Linked DNA regions of Dromaius novaehollandiae: region 2 is linked to region 1. Evidence: chromatin contacts called from public Hi-C data. All regions are on one chromosome and are shown on one strand. Each heading gives the region's core, a stretch centred on a gene start, on an enhancer-like site or on the middle of the called end of the contact. The rest is flanking DNA. Distances are from core to core; before and after follow the strand shown. Region 1 holds the start of ADGRB3 (adhesion G protein-coupled receptor B3). Region 2 overlaps ADGRB3 (adhesion G protein-coupled receptor B3).

The links. Hi-C and Micro-C count contacts between places; a contact is called where the count stands out from the background.
Region 2: a contact with region 1 is called in a Hi-C map of brain, with 7 times the contacts expected there. The contact joins the enhancer-like site here to the promoter of ADGRB3 in region 1. A contact is called at or near these places in 2 of 4 Hi-C or Micro-C datasets (brain and liver).

The regions. Positions count from the first base shown.
Region 1 is chr3:31,994,133-32,000,308 of bDroNov1.hap1, reverse strand. It overlaps ADGRB3 (adhesion G protein-coupled receptor B3), which reads right to left and starts at 1,473. Exons shown (of 31, transcript XM_026095915.2): 1 at 828-1,473.
Region 2 is chr3:32,140,506-32,146,270 of bDroNov1.hap1, reverse strand. All of the region lies in intron 2 of ADGRB3 (adhesion G protein-coupled receptor B3), which reads right to left. Among named protein-coding and RNA genes, the nearest start is that of ADGRB3, 140 kb to the right of the region's middle. Within about 2 kb of position 4,115, at least 2 of the 2 cell types and tissues checked have open chromatin away from gene starts, as enhancers often do.

The DNA.
Region 1 (6,176 bases), core at 224-2,723:
ACATTTGCACTGGAAAAATAAAGACGTCTGCAGTGCTAGGCTGTTTTCTGTGAAGAAACGTAATCAAATAGCCCTCATTTTAGTTGTGCACTTGTTCATGCAAGGCTACTGAAACACAATGCTGTCTTAATCTCTCTCTCTCCCTCTGTTGCACACACACACACACACACACACACACACACACATACGCATCGAGTGAGCCGGCAGCATTTCATTTAGTTTGCAATATTCCTAAACACAAGAGCGAAGCTGCTCCTTGCAAGGATTAGAAATTCCGATTAAAAAGATCTCTGTCTTCGATGGACGAGGAAGCGAAAGAGCGGCCACAGCGGCTCAAGGTTGCCCATTTGGGGAAGGGGGGAACCCTCTTCTGCTGAAAACCAAACGGGCGTTTAGTTTGGATATTCCCCAAACTGATTTTCTAGGTGACACTGTAGTTTAGCCGAACATAGACGGCGCCATCACTCCACCTATTTTTTCCCCAACAGAAGACCCACTGACTTCTCTTATTTTAACTTCCTATTAACCTAACATCCTCCCCCCCCCCAAAAAAAAAATTACCCCAATCATGCACAAACCTCAGGTTTTCTTGGTCTCGCTGGAAATTACTCTCAGTGAAGCAGACCTGTCGCAACACGGACTTCCCTAACTTTTAAACTGCAGGGTAGAAGTAGATGCAGAGATCATCTTGTCTGTGCTGTCTCTCCCTATCCTTCAGCAACAGCCTGTTCCCCCCCCTCCCCGCCTCCTCCCCGGAATCCCGAGCTGGAAGCTCCGCGGTCCTAATCCCTGGGCACGGAGACGGCCGATGCCCCGGGCGCCCTTACCTTCCTCTCCGAAAGCTGGCAGCTCTGTCTCTACAACACTAGCACGACAGGCACACGTCCCGACAGCAGTGATGGAGAGATTCCCCTTCTGTCGGAAGCACCGTTTCCCATTTTCCCCGGCTCAGGTTCAAAACCAAGATTAAAAAAAGCAGCAGAAGATGAAAAACGCAGAGAGAAAACCCCCGCACGCCACACGCACCCCCCCCACCGAGGAAAAAAGCAGCTTCGGCTCCGGATCCACCAAATCCAACCACATGAGGGGAAAGGAAAAAAACCAAAAAAACAAAAAAACCTCAAATCAGCGAGACTGCAGGGGGAAAAAATGGAAGTGGCTGAACAAGCGAAGGTTTTTTTTTTTTTTTTTTTTTTTTTTTTTACTTGAAACAAAGTCTAAGCCCACCAGCCCGATGAGCAGAGATGCCAGGCAAGCGACGGTCTGGGAGGCGGACTAAGGCGCTAGTGCAGATTTGTTGGTGGGTTTTGTTGTTGTTGTTGTTACTAATAGACTTATTCCTCTTGTCTCCCTCCTCCTCCTTCTCCTCCTCCTCCTCCTCCTCCTCCCCGCCAGGCGCTAATGGCCGGACGGCAGCCGGGGGGTCCTTGGCTGCCGGTGCCGGCGAGCGCGGTGGATGCCGAGCGCAGGGAGCGCGGAGGGGCGCCAGCGCGGCTCTGCCTCTGTCTCTGCCGGGGCGCGCGCGCGTGCGCGTGTGCGTGTGCGCGCGAGACAGCGGGCGCCGGTGGGGGCCGCTGTTGGCGCCCCCTGCGCGCCGCCCTGCGCGGCCTTCGTGTGTGTGTGTGTGCGTGTGTGCGCGCGCGTGTGTGTGTGTGTGCGCGCGCGTGTGTGCGTGTGTGTGCGCGCGCGTGTGTGTGTGTGTGCGCGCGCGTGTGTGTGTGTGTGTGCGCGCGTGTGCGCGCAGCGCTGCCGGCGGCCGGGCCCGCGGAGCGTTTCGCGCGTCACGGCTGCTCAACACGGCGCGCGTCCCAGAAACGCTGTTTTCTGCGCCTGGGAGGTTTTCTAGCCGCGGTTCCCACCGCTGGGGCTGGCGGCGACCGAGCAGAGCGCGAGAGAAACGCACGGGCGGGGAGAGGCGAGCTGGGCGGGGGAGGCGGCACTCGGTCTCCTTCCTCCTGTTCTCTCTGTTAAAGCACAAGCCCCGGTCGCAGCCCCACGAGCTGCCAGTCGGCACCGCGGTGCAGACGGAGCGACGCAGCGCGCCGAGGACAAACCCCGTCCGCGGTGCCCGCCTGCCGCCCGCCCCTGCCGGCAACAATAGCGATTTTCTCCGCGAGGCTGCGATTAACACCGGAGCCGCCCGCGGCCGCGCAGCGCGCTGCGCCCCAACGCCGCCCGCGCCCGCCCGCGCCCGCGGAGCCCCGGCGCGGGGGCTCGTGCTCGTGCCCGTGCTCGTGCCCGTGCTCATCCCCGTGCCGCCCCCGCGGGCTCCCGGCGCAGTTTGCGCGGCGAGCAGCGGCCGAGGTAGCGCGGCTGCCGGCGGGGTGGGCCCGGGGGGCTTCGAGCCCAGCCGCAAGCAAGGAAGACCCCGTTTTATTTCGGGAGCGCTGGCAGAGCCCAGTGTGCATTTTCTCGCCCCCCCTCCGGCCCCCCCGGGGCGAGCAGGGCTCCCTGGCCCTCACCGCGGGCGTGGGAGGTCGGGGGCAGCATGTCCAACAGCAAACATCTGACGCGAGAATTAGAGGATGACATTTTAATAAATGCTAGTGTCAGTCGCCGGCTCTTAGCTCGGCGGTTCTGCTGCCGGGGTGCTCCTGCCGAGGCTGGAGGGCAAAGCCCCTCGCAGGCCGTGGGGCCTGCTGCCGCCTGCGGCCCTGCGCTCTCGGAGCTCCTCCGAAACACAGCTCCGAGGCTTTCACCATGCTGCGCTGGGGCCCCGGTGAAACGAAAATTGAAAGCTCTGGACAAGGACCAAAGCAATCATTCCATAAAGCAAACAGTTTTCTCCCCTCCGCTCCCGCCCTAGCCCCTGAAAGGCTTGAATTCCAGTAATACGGGGGTTTTATGATTACAATTACACGCTGCACAAATTCTGATCAGAGGTATTACTGGCCACAAACCACTTTTGACCAAAGTAAATGCAAGCACAGTTATATCTTTTTACTGTATTTTCCATAGGTACAACCTGTAAACCACGTCCATGCTAGCAAACATAAATAGTTTATGCCCCTCTTGTCAAAGCAAAACCAAAAATATCTGCCCAGACGAAAGAAACTGTGCATGATCTTCGCCTAGCAAATACAATGCACCGAAAACCGAACTGATACTGGCTTAGAGATAACCATATTCTTTCACACGTAGTGACACTCTGTATTATCTGTGGATGATGACCACCATGTTGCTTCAAATACTTCAAGGTAGCTTGGTTCATTAACAGGCTGACATGGGCAGAGCAAATCAAAGGGGTACACACAATGCAGCATTCAAATACCTTTTTTCACCCCATTTGTATTAAGGAAGAACAGGAGTCATAGAGGAAAGCTTCCCTCAATGCACTCCTCCACCTGTTTCCCATGGCCTTGACAAATTGTTGCTTTTTTAATTGGGAGTGGAAATGAGAAGCAATAAATATGCAGTGTAGGACAAACCGTTGTGTTTGGCGGCCTCGGAGGTATCCCAGCCCTGCAATTAACTTCCACTTCTCCATTTTGTGAAGAGGTGGCAGCGCTGGAGAGGAACCTGGGCAGGAAAGCTCCTCGGCCTGTTGTCTGCAAATGGCAGGAAGGGGTGGAAGCTGCACAGATAATACGTATGTTAACTAGCAGTGCTGGGCAGCAGTGGGACGGGATGGCAGCACACAACACTCTGTAGGCTTCTTCACAAGATCCATTGCAGTCAGGCTTGGACAGTCTGCTTTTTAATTACTAGCACTAACTCTAAAACGCTACACCCTTTTGTAGGTGCACAGGTATCCATGATCCACTTGCACATGTCTGCCTCCTCAGAAAGAGTTTGTTTGCCAGGTGCCGTGCAGCTGCATCTGAGCTAACAAAAGCCTCAATTTTTGATAGACTAGAAGTGACAGTTAGGGTGTATTCAATACTGCAAAATATAAATGTAAAAATGTATTTGTTTAAACTAGGCACACAGATCATCTGTGTCAGGAACGGTGTTATTTCCTGGGCAGAGTTAGTGATACACTGCAGTCTGAAGGGCAGGTGTAATATGCACCCATACCCATCAGCCAGAAGGACCGAGCAGATCCAACTTGTTTGAGTACCTCCATTAAAACCTAGGAGCAGGTTACTAATGCAATGCTGTAGTGTTTCACAGGAGTGCCATCAGAGCCGCGTGGCACTTGCGGTGCCGTCTGTCCTACAGAGACTGCACCAAGGCCTTGGAGAAGTGCTACGTGCCTCAGCCGCAGGGCCCTGCGGCTGGGCACGGCAGAGCAAACACTCGATGTACGATGCTGCTTTGGAGACCGGATGGGGTTGTTTCAGCAGAGATGGTCTTGGTAGAAACTAGAGAAGAGGGAGGAGAGTAATATTCTTGAATAATTCCTGTAGTGGTGAGAAAAATTGCACCTACCAAAATGAATATGTTAGACAGAATAAATAAGAGGGTTTTTTTAGTTGCTGTTTGGTTTTGGTTTGTTCCCCCCCACCCCCTTTCCAATTTGTAGTAGCACTTTAAGATCTTTGATATCTTTGTTATGGTAGCCAGGTGATTTCAATCCAGTGTTTAGTGAACATGGCACAAAATTCAGCACAATTATAATTGATATTCATTGATGGTTTGGATGCAAATTATTAAAGGGAGGCCAAAGCTTAAAGCAAGCAGCTTTAGAGACTGGGCTGTTCTCTCAGTCAATCAACCTGTCACCCTTAGGGGGGGCATTTTCAAGTCAAGGTTGCTGCCCCAGCCTGCAACGGCTCTCCTTTGGGCAAATAAAAGAGTGTCTTTGTGATTATCTAACTCCAGCACTGAAGGCACACATTTAAAAAAAAATGTATTTTTTTTCAATGAGGACTTTCTTTATGCTTCCATAATGTTGTAGTTTAATTCTGTATTATTACCAGCATTATTATGTTTAACTTACTGCAGATTTACAGACACTCAGATATGTCACCTCATTATGTGCAATAATGAAAACAAGCATGATTACAGAGCCAACTTACAGGTAAGAGACAAGTGCTATTTTTACTGAGCCACTTAGCCTACACAGAAGTGGTGCTGCTCTGTCGTCCCCCCATACTATTTTTCTCAGACCTGCAAGGACCTTCAAAATCCCCTTTGTCAAGTGTAGATTGTCCTCTCCGCATCACAAATTCTGCTGAATAATGCCACTTTTCCATAAGGGCAGCATTTCCTCGCTGTAAGCCAGGGAAAATTTTAAAGCCAAAGCTGGACTGCCTGAAGAGAAATGTTATTTAAATTAGTCTGAACCAAAGAAATAAAATAGAAGGTGCTGGCCATATTATGGCTATCATAAAATTAAATAAATGTGTAAATATTTTTTTTAAAACTGCCTTTGGTGTTCAAAGAGGTTGAGAGCAAATGTAAATTGGAAATCATTCCATAGAATTGCATCTTTTCTGGTCCAGTGTGTTACAAACTATTAAAAAATATTGCATTTCCCTACTGAGTCCAGATTCTAAGCAAATTTCACCAGGGTTAACTTTCTCTCTGTCATCAAGAGGAAATATGAATTTAATAAATAATAGGTTATATGCTGCCATCTCAATTTTAAATATCTTTTGAAAGAGCAAGATTTATGATTATATTTGGAATCTATTACAGAATCAATTTGTATTTGCATAAATAGTTAATTAATAATACAGCACCAGTAGATGGTGCTGAAGAATATACAGCATAGGTCCTGGGAGGGGTGGTTTAAAAGTTTCTATTTAAAAATTAAAAATATTCAGGGAAAGTATTGGTTTTCCTTTGAAAAGTTGATTTTTCATTGGAAAATGACGTCTCCTTCCAAACTTGAAACAAACCTTTTTTTGGTTGACAATTTTCAGTTGAAAATATCAATGATTTGTTTGCTTGTTTGTTTGTTTTCATCAAACTTCTCAGCAGAAAAAGCTGTTTTCTGGCCACCTCTTTTCTTGCTGTTCGTTGAATTCTTTGTACGACTTCCTCAGAGAAGATCTTTGCAAGGATTTTTTAATTCTGCTACACCTCTAGTTTGAATATTTTGATACTATCATTCTGTCACAATTATTGGGCCAGAAGCAGCATAACTCATGCAGTAGGTGATACTAGGAACATGGACAAAAGCCACATGAAGCACATCTGAGGCCTGTCCAGCATCCTGCCTCACACTGTAGCCCTTGGAGGCTCCTGAGGAAGGTACAGAAAACCCAAAATAGGAAGGCTTTTGGCAA
Region 2 (5,765 bases), core at 2,866-5,365, 140 kb before region 1:
ATAATGTTATATATATGCTGGGCCTTAAGGAGACAAATTCTGATAATTTACTAAAAAGGTAAATACCTGAGTTTTGGCTTTCCAGTAAAACTTCTGGCTGCTAATATTATTCCTAATGTAGTTGTTAATATAGTTGCTAATTTAACCATGAGTGTCATTATAATTGGAAAAATACAGCTGTGTGATGACAGTAAAATAGTATGCATGCTTTTCTTTTGCAAAGAAAACCCACCAAATTAGGTTTGTTCATATTCATAACTGCTTTTTCCTCCAATTATTCATGAATATTCAGTAAACAACTTTTACTCAAAAGAATATTCGTGGTTATCAGAAGCACTGTAAGTCAGTGTATGTAAGAGTATCTGCACTAGTATACTAGCATATTGAAAAGCTCTTTTATTATTTGTACAATAAATTCATTAACTGATTAAGAACATTCTGTTCAATTGGAAAAAGGATCCTTCTTCCATTTGGAAGTCTTCGACCATCCAACCAGAGACACCTACTATAACTTGTGACTTACACAAACCATTCTATGATATAAGCAACATAAACTGAATAATCATTTTTTTTGGTTTGTGAACACACATAATAATAAACATTTTTATGCAACCTATTTATTGAATAATTCAGAAAAATTCTTAAAAAAAAAACAACCAAAAACCTGCTCACAGATGATTCAGAAACAGAAAAAGGCTTCACTCTTCAGAAAATAAATTCCACCAGCTCTTTTAGCAAACCAGGAGCCGCACAATCCCACACAATAGTCTGAAATGCAAAGTTATCAGTAACAAGGAGCACAACCCCCCAGCAGCTTTCACTAAATTTAAAAATGTTCAGGCCTGAAAGAGAGGCATCCTGTGAAGTGCTGAATAAAATCAGCAGAACTGAGGACACTAGAATATCGCTGGAGTGTCTAAACGCCTTACTTGACGGATCCCTAGCAGAGTTAGCTGACAGCAAACAGCAAACAAGCATTTCTCTTTGAGCTGGGCCAGCCACTAGTGGGGGCTGTGAGATCGTGCACTCAGCCAGTGCATTACATAAGGCAGCAGCAGTGGCAGCAGCCGAGTGCATGGCTAGCAGTAAAATTATATTACTAAACGCTCCTTTTCCCATATATTCACTGGTTTTGGAGCACTAATTGCAGGAACTGCTGGAGAGCAAAATACTGTATACTATTTCATAATTATAGGGTTATGGCCTAAAAAAATCACAACTGGATTTTTCATACAAGTTGAGACAGTTATTTTCTAAATCAGCATGCTCCAGTGCTTTCTAGATGTTTCCTATTCTAGCCTAGCTTCAGTTTTAAAGCATGTCAGTGTTCCAGTTCCACTACTTTAATTTGAATTGTAGCAGTTCCAGTAAAGATCCAGTTCTATACTGAGGCTCAGAGTGGTGTACTTACTGCAGAATTTGGCCCACAACTAATTTGTTAACTTTCAAAGTATTAATAGCATGGCAACTGAGGTTTATAAAGGATACTGAAAGGATATTCAAAATTAAATGTGCTATGTGGTCCTTAGTATATGCAAAAGATTTTGTTAATTTATACTATCCACAGCCATGAAAACACTTAAGAGATTTTATGCAGGAGTTCTGAAAAAGATGTAGTTTAGAAGACTGTATAAACACAGACATAGCTGTACAGTTGCTCAATCTAAACTCTAATACATCTCCTGTGATAAAATCTGCAGTCATAAAAACACAAGCTGGCTTTCAGGTGCCCTATTCCAATGTAAAGTCTAGAAATCTAATCCACTAACCTACAGCACTTCATTTTAATATTTTCATGAGAGATATTACTTTGAAATACATATTCAATCATTGGCCTCATTAATATGGTTGCTAGGAATAAAAAATATTGTTTAAAAGCAGTAATGGAAGTGATTTATTAATTTTCACTTGCATGTGACTAGTGTGCACATGGAAGAGTTCTATTTCTTAGAAGCTTTTTTAAATGTAGAAAGTGATCAGAGGTGAGGATGAATCAAGAGGTAATGCAGTTAGAAAAATGATGGATAAGAAAAATTCGGGGAGAAGAATGTATGAAGTAGGTATAGGGCAATTAGAAAAAGAAAGCATGTCACAGTCTCTGATTTTTTTTCTATAAGAGACAATTATGGACTTCTGGTGAGCAGCATGGATGAAGAAGAAACTATGTTTATGAAAGGGCCAGAACAGAGTATGATTTTGGAATGAAATACTACTGTTACCATGTAGCCCTGAAATGTGGCATTGCCAGTACTATTAACAGACCGTAAGCTTTGTATTGAGTTTACAGGCCTCAGAACTGAGGTTCATCAGGCTGGCTCTATCTGAGCTTTTCTTGACCTCTCTGCAGCTTTGTTTTACTTGGTTTAGCTGTAACAGCAGTTTTTCTAACAGACCAGGTGGCTAAGGCTAAGTTGTTTTACTTTCGTTTATCTTCCTGTGGTACAATCACAGTTTTATACAGGTAACAGTAAAAGCAGTTACTCTGTTTCACACACACATACTCACTGCAGCTGCCAACCTTAGGAACCAGAGGAGTAGTGGAAGGATGAGCGTAACTCCAGGAAAAAGGATTAGAAAGTAAGTGTGTGTATTACAATATTAACTGTATTACCACTATTATTGAGCTTTTCCCTGTATAAAAGTATTCTTTTTCTGTGATAATTAGATTTAGATTATTAATGATCCTTGAGTTAGACTGTTAAGATTTCAATTATACCATAAATGAATTTGTGTGTGTGTGTATTTAAAGTGTGCTTTCTCTTTGCCCATAAAACAAGACTTTGAGCATAACATTACACAAGATGTTTAGACAATATATTCAGTGAATTTAAAGAAGAATAGAAAGGGTGATAGTCTGGTAACTGGAAATGTGGGTAGGTGAAGGACGATTAAAAACAACAATGTTAGAGAGGCACTAGCTTGATTGTATTGAAAGGAGAATGAATATAAGAAGGAAAGTCCAGAGAGAGAGAGAACGCACAAAACCGATGAAAAATTCCAGTGCTGAGATGAGGAGAAAGAAGGAGTATGGAACAAAAGCAACATCAGAACTTGTCCATTTAAAATAAAAAGCCAGCAATACACCAGTGGTAGAGGAAGAAGCAGCACATGAGGGAAATATCTAAGAAATGATCTTGAAAATTACCAAATTATCACAATGATTGGAGTGTTTGTATTTTTATGGTTTTAGGAGGTTTTAAACATTTCCTGTTCAATAGAAAACCTAAGTTAAACCTCCACCGAGCTGTAACTGTAGCTAGTCCTGCAAAAGGACATGGCGTTTTGAAACTATTGCTGAAAATGCATCTCTTAGTTATGTCCTCAAGAGACAGAAGTAAAGTAGACATTGTTGTTTAGAAATCCCACTAGCTGAGGAAAATTCCTTCCATTGTTCTTGTGTTGCCTTTTGATAACGTGGAGTTTACACACTACAAGCAGCTGGATCTGCCACACTACTAGGCATTTAGGCTTAAGGTGTTTGCTCTAAGATAGGGTTTTGACTCATATTTCTCCCAACTTGGTTACTTCAGACAGTTCTGTTCAGTAAGAATCCTTTCTGATTAAGGCTAAATACAACCGGGATAAAAAAATGAGATGCTCACTTCTCCAGTGGAGCAAAGATGTGCTAGGTATAAAGGCATCACCAGAATAAAAAACAGACTGGTTAATACTTTGTCTGGTTTTGCAGCTTTTAGGATTTGCTGGCTACCTCTATCTTTATAAACTGAAAAGGGCCAAAGCACAGGACTGAGCACTGTCCCATGAAACATTCATACTGCACAGTCCGTGCTTGACACGGTTTGGCCAGAGCCGGCGAGTGCCACTGCCTGGGCACGGCTGGGAGAACACCATGGGTGTCACTGGCAGAGCAGCCTCCTGCTGCCGCATTTTACTTGACCCAATTAATTGCCAACCAGCAATCACTGTTTTAGGTATTGGGAAAAGAATACGATTAAAGAAACACTTAGTAAACACCTATCCTCCCCCTCGCCAATCTCAACTCTCTGCGTTTTGCCACGGGGAATGCTCGGTCCGCCAAGATTTCACTGGGAGGCGGCAGGTGGCGCAGGAAGCGGGAAGCGCGTAACAGCTTTCCGACGCTTTGCGCAAACACACCTGACGCTTAAGCGTTTCTTCCCCTTTCGCTCTCGGGTTACTGGGTTTGACCGGCACAGGGCGGCTCCTGACTGTGCCTGCCGCAGCCCCCACTGCTATCGCTGGTCAATGGTAAAAATGACTCTCTGTTTGATTTGCTCTTAGCTAAATGTTATTTAATGGGTTTAAAACATGAGCATTCTCCCTCTTCTAGGCACACCTGAGGAATTAGTGCATTGCTGTAAAAATAAATAACTTATACACATAAATATGTGCACTACATACAGGAACCGTGAGTTCTGCAGACATTAAGTTCTGTCACAACTGGGCATTGACCAAGAAAACCCCATGCCAGGTGGGCTGGCAGCTGGCCTAACGACTTCTGAGGTATAGCACTCTGGTTCCTTCCGGTTGCTTCTTTCCTTTAATATATATATTAAATAGGCTAATGAGGCAGTATGGACTGCTCTGTCACAGCAGCTTGACATCTTAAACCCTCCTTCATAATGCCACCTTATGGCACTGGATAAGTTAAAGTAGATGTTTCTTCTTTTTCAGTGTTTCCTTTATACTTCATTCTGATGTTGATTCCAGTATGAAGTAATGTAAGGCCAAATATAATAGCATATAATCGAATTGGAGAAGGTTGTACCCTAGGGCAATGTTAAATTTGATAATTATCAGTTGTATTGATTACTCTCCCCTTTCCCCCAAAAGAGCTCAGTTCTTCAGTCCCTACAAAAAGAACACACAGGTATTTCAATAAGTAGTTCCAGACTGCGCATTATGAAATACCGTTCTTCTCTATCCGTATTGCTGATAGGACTTGAGTTATCACCTCATTATGCACAAGGCCCCATTCACTCACTATCCTCCAATGTAAAGAACTAGGTCTTGGCCTTCATGTCCTAAAGAATTTTAGTTTATTTGATTTGTATTCACCTATTTTTTTTTTTGGACTCCTCCAGGGACTATACCATCCTGAAATCCCCCTTTATATATACATATATATATATATATATACATGTCATAAATATTTGTTCTTATTCATTTTAAAAAGACTTCAGTTATAACTACATCATGCTTTACACCTTTGGTTTCTTTTACTTAGCCTCTTAATTTTTCTTTGTTAGAAAATCGGTTTCATCGAACACATCTAACACAAAAATCCTCCTGCAGATTGAGTGCATTGTCAATAATTAAGTTAACATTTTTGGTCTGTTAAGAACTGCCTCTGCCTTCCCAGAACTCTGGTGCATACAGAGTGACTCATTTGAGTGTGTTCTTTCTCACCTTATTTATTCAACAGATCTGACAGTCATTGTGAGATTTACACTTGTTATTTAATACTGTAAGTCAGAAACATATGCATTTATTCCTAACACAGAGACTGTATTAGTTTATTTAATTCTTGAGGTGTATACTCGCAGAATCTATCCTGTGAAAAACAGAAGTCACATTTCTATCTAGAGAAATATAGATCATGGTTATAAAAAGCAACTGAAGAAGTCATTCTTCTGTCTATCCTACTGACCTAAATAATTGCTGACAGGTATCTGTCTAACCTTTTCTTAAAAGCATCTTGTGAGAGGAATCCTACATAGCTGCACTCTACCCAAATGTCCGATCGCTCTTTCTTTTAGAATGTTTTTCGCAGTGTCTGTTGCTGC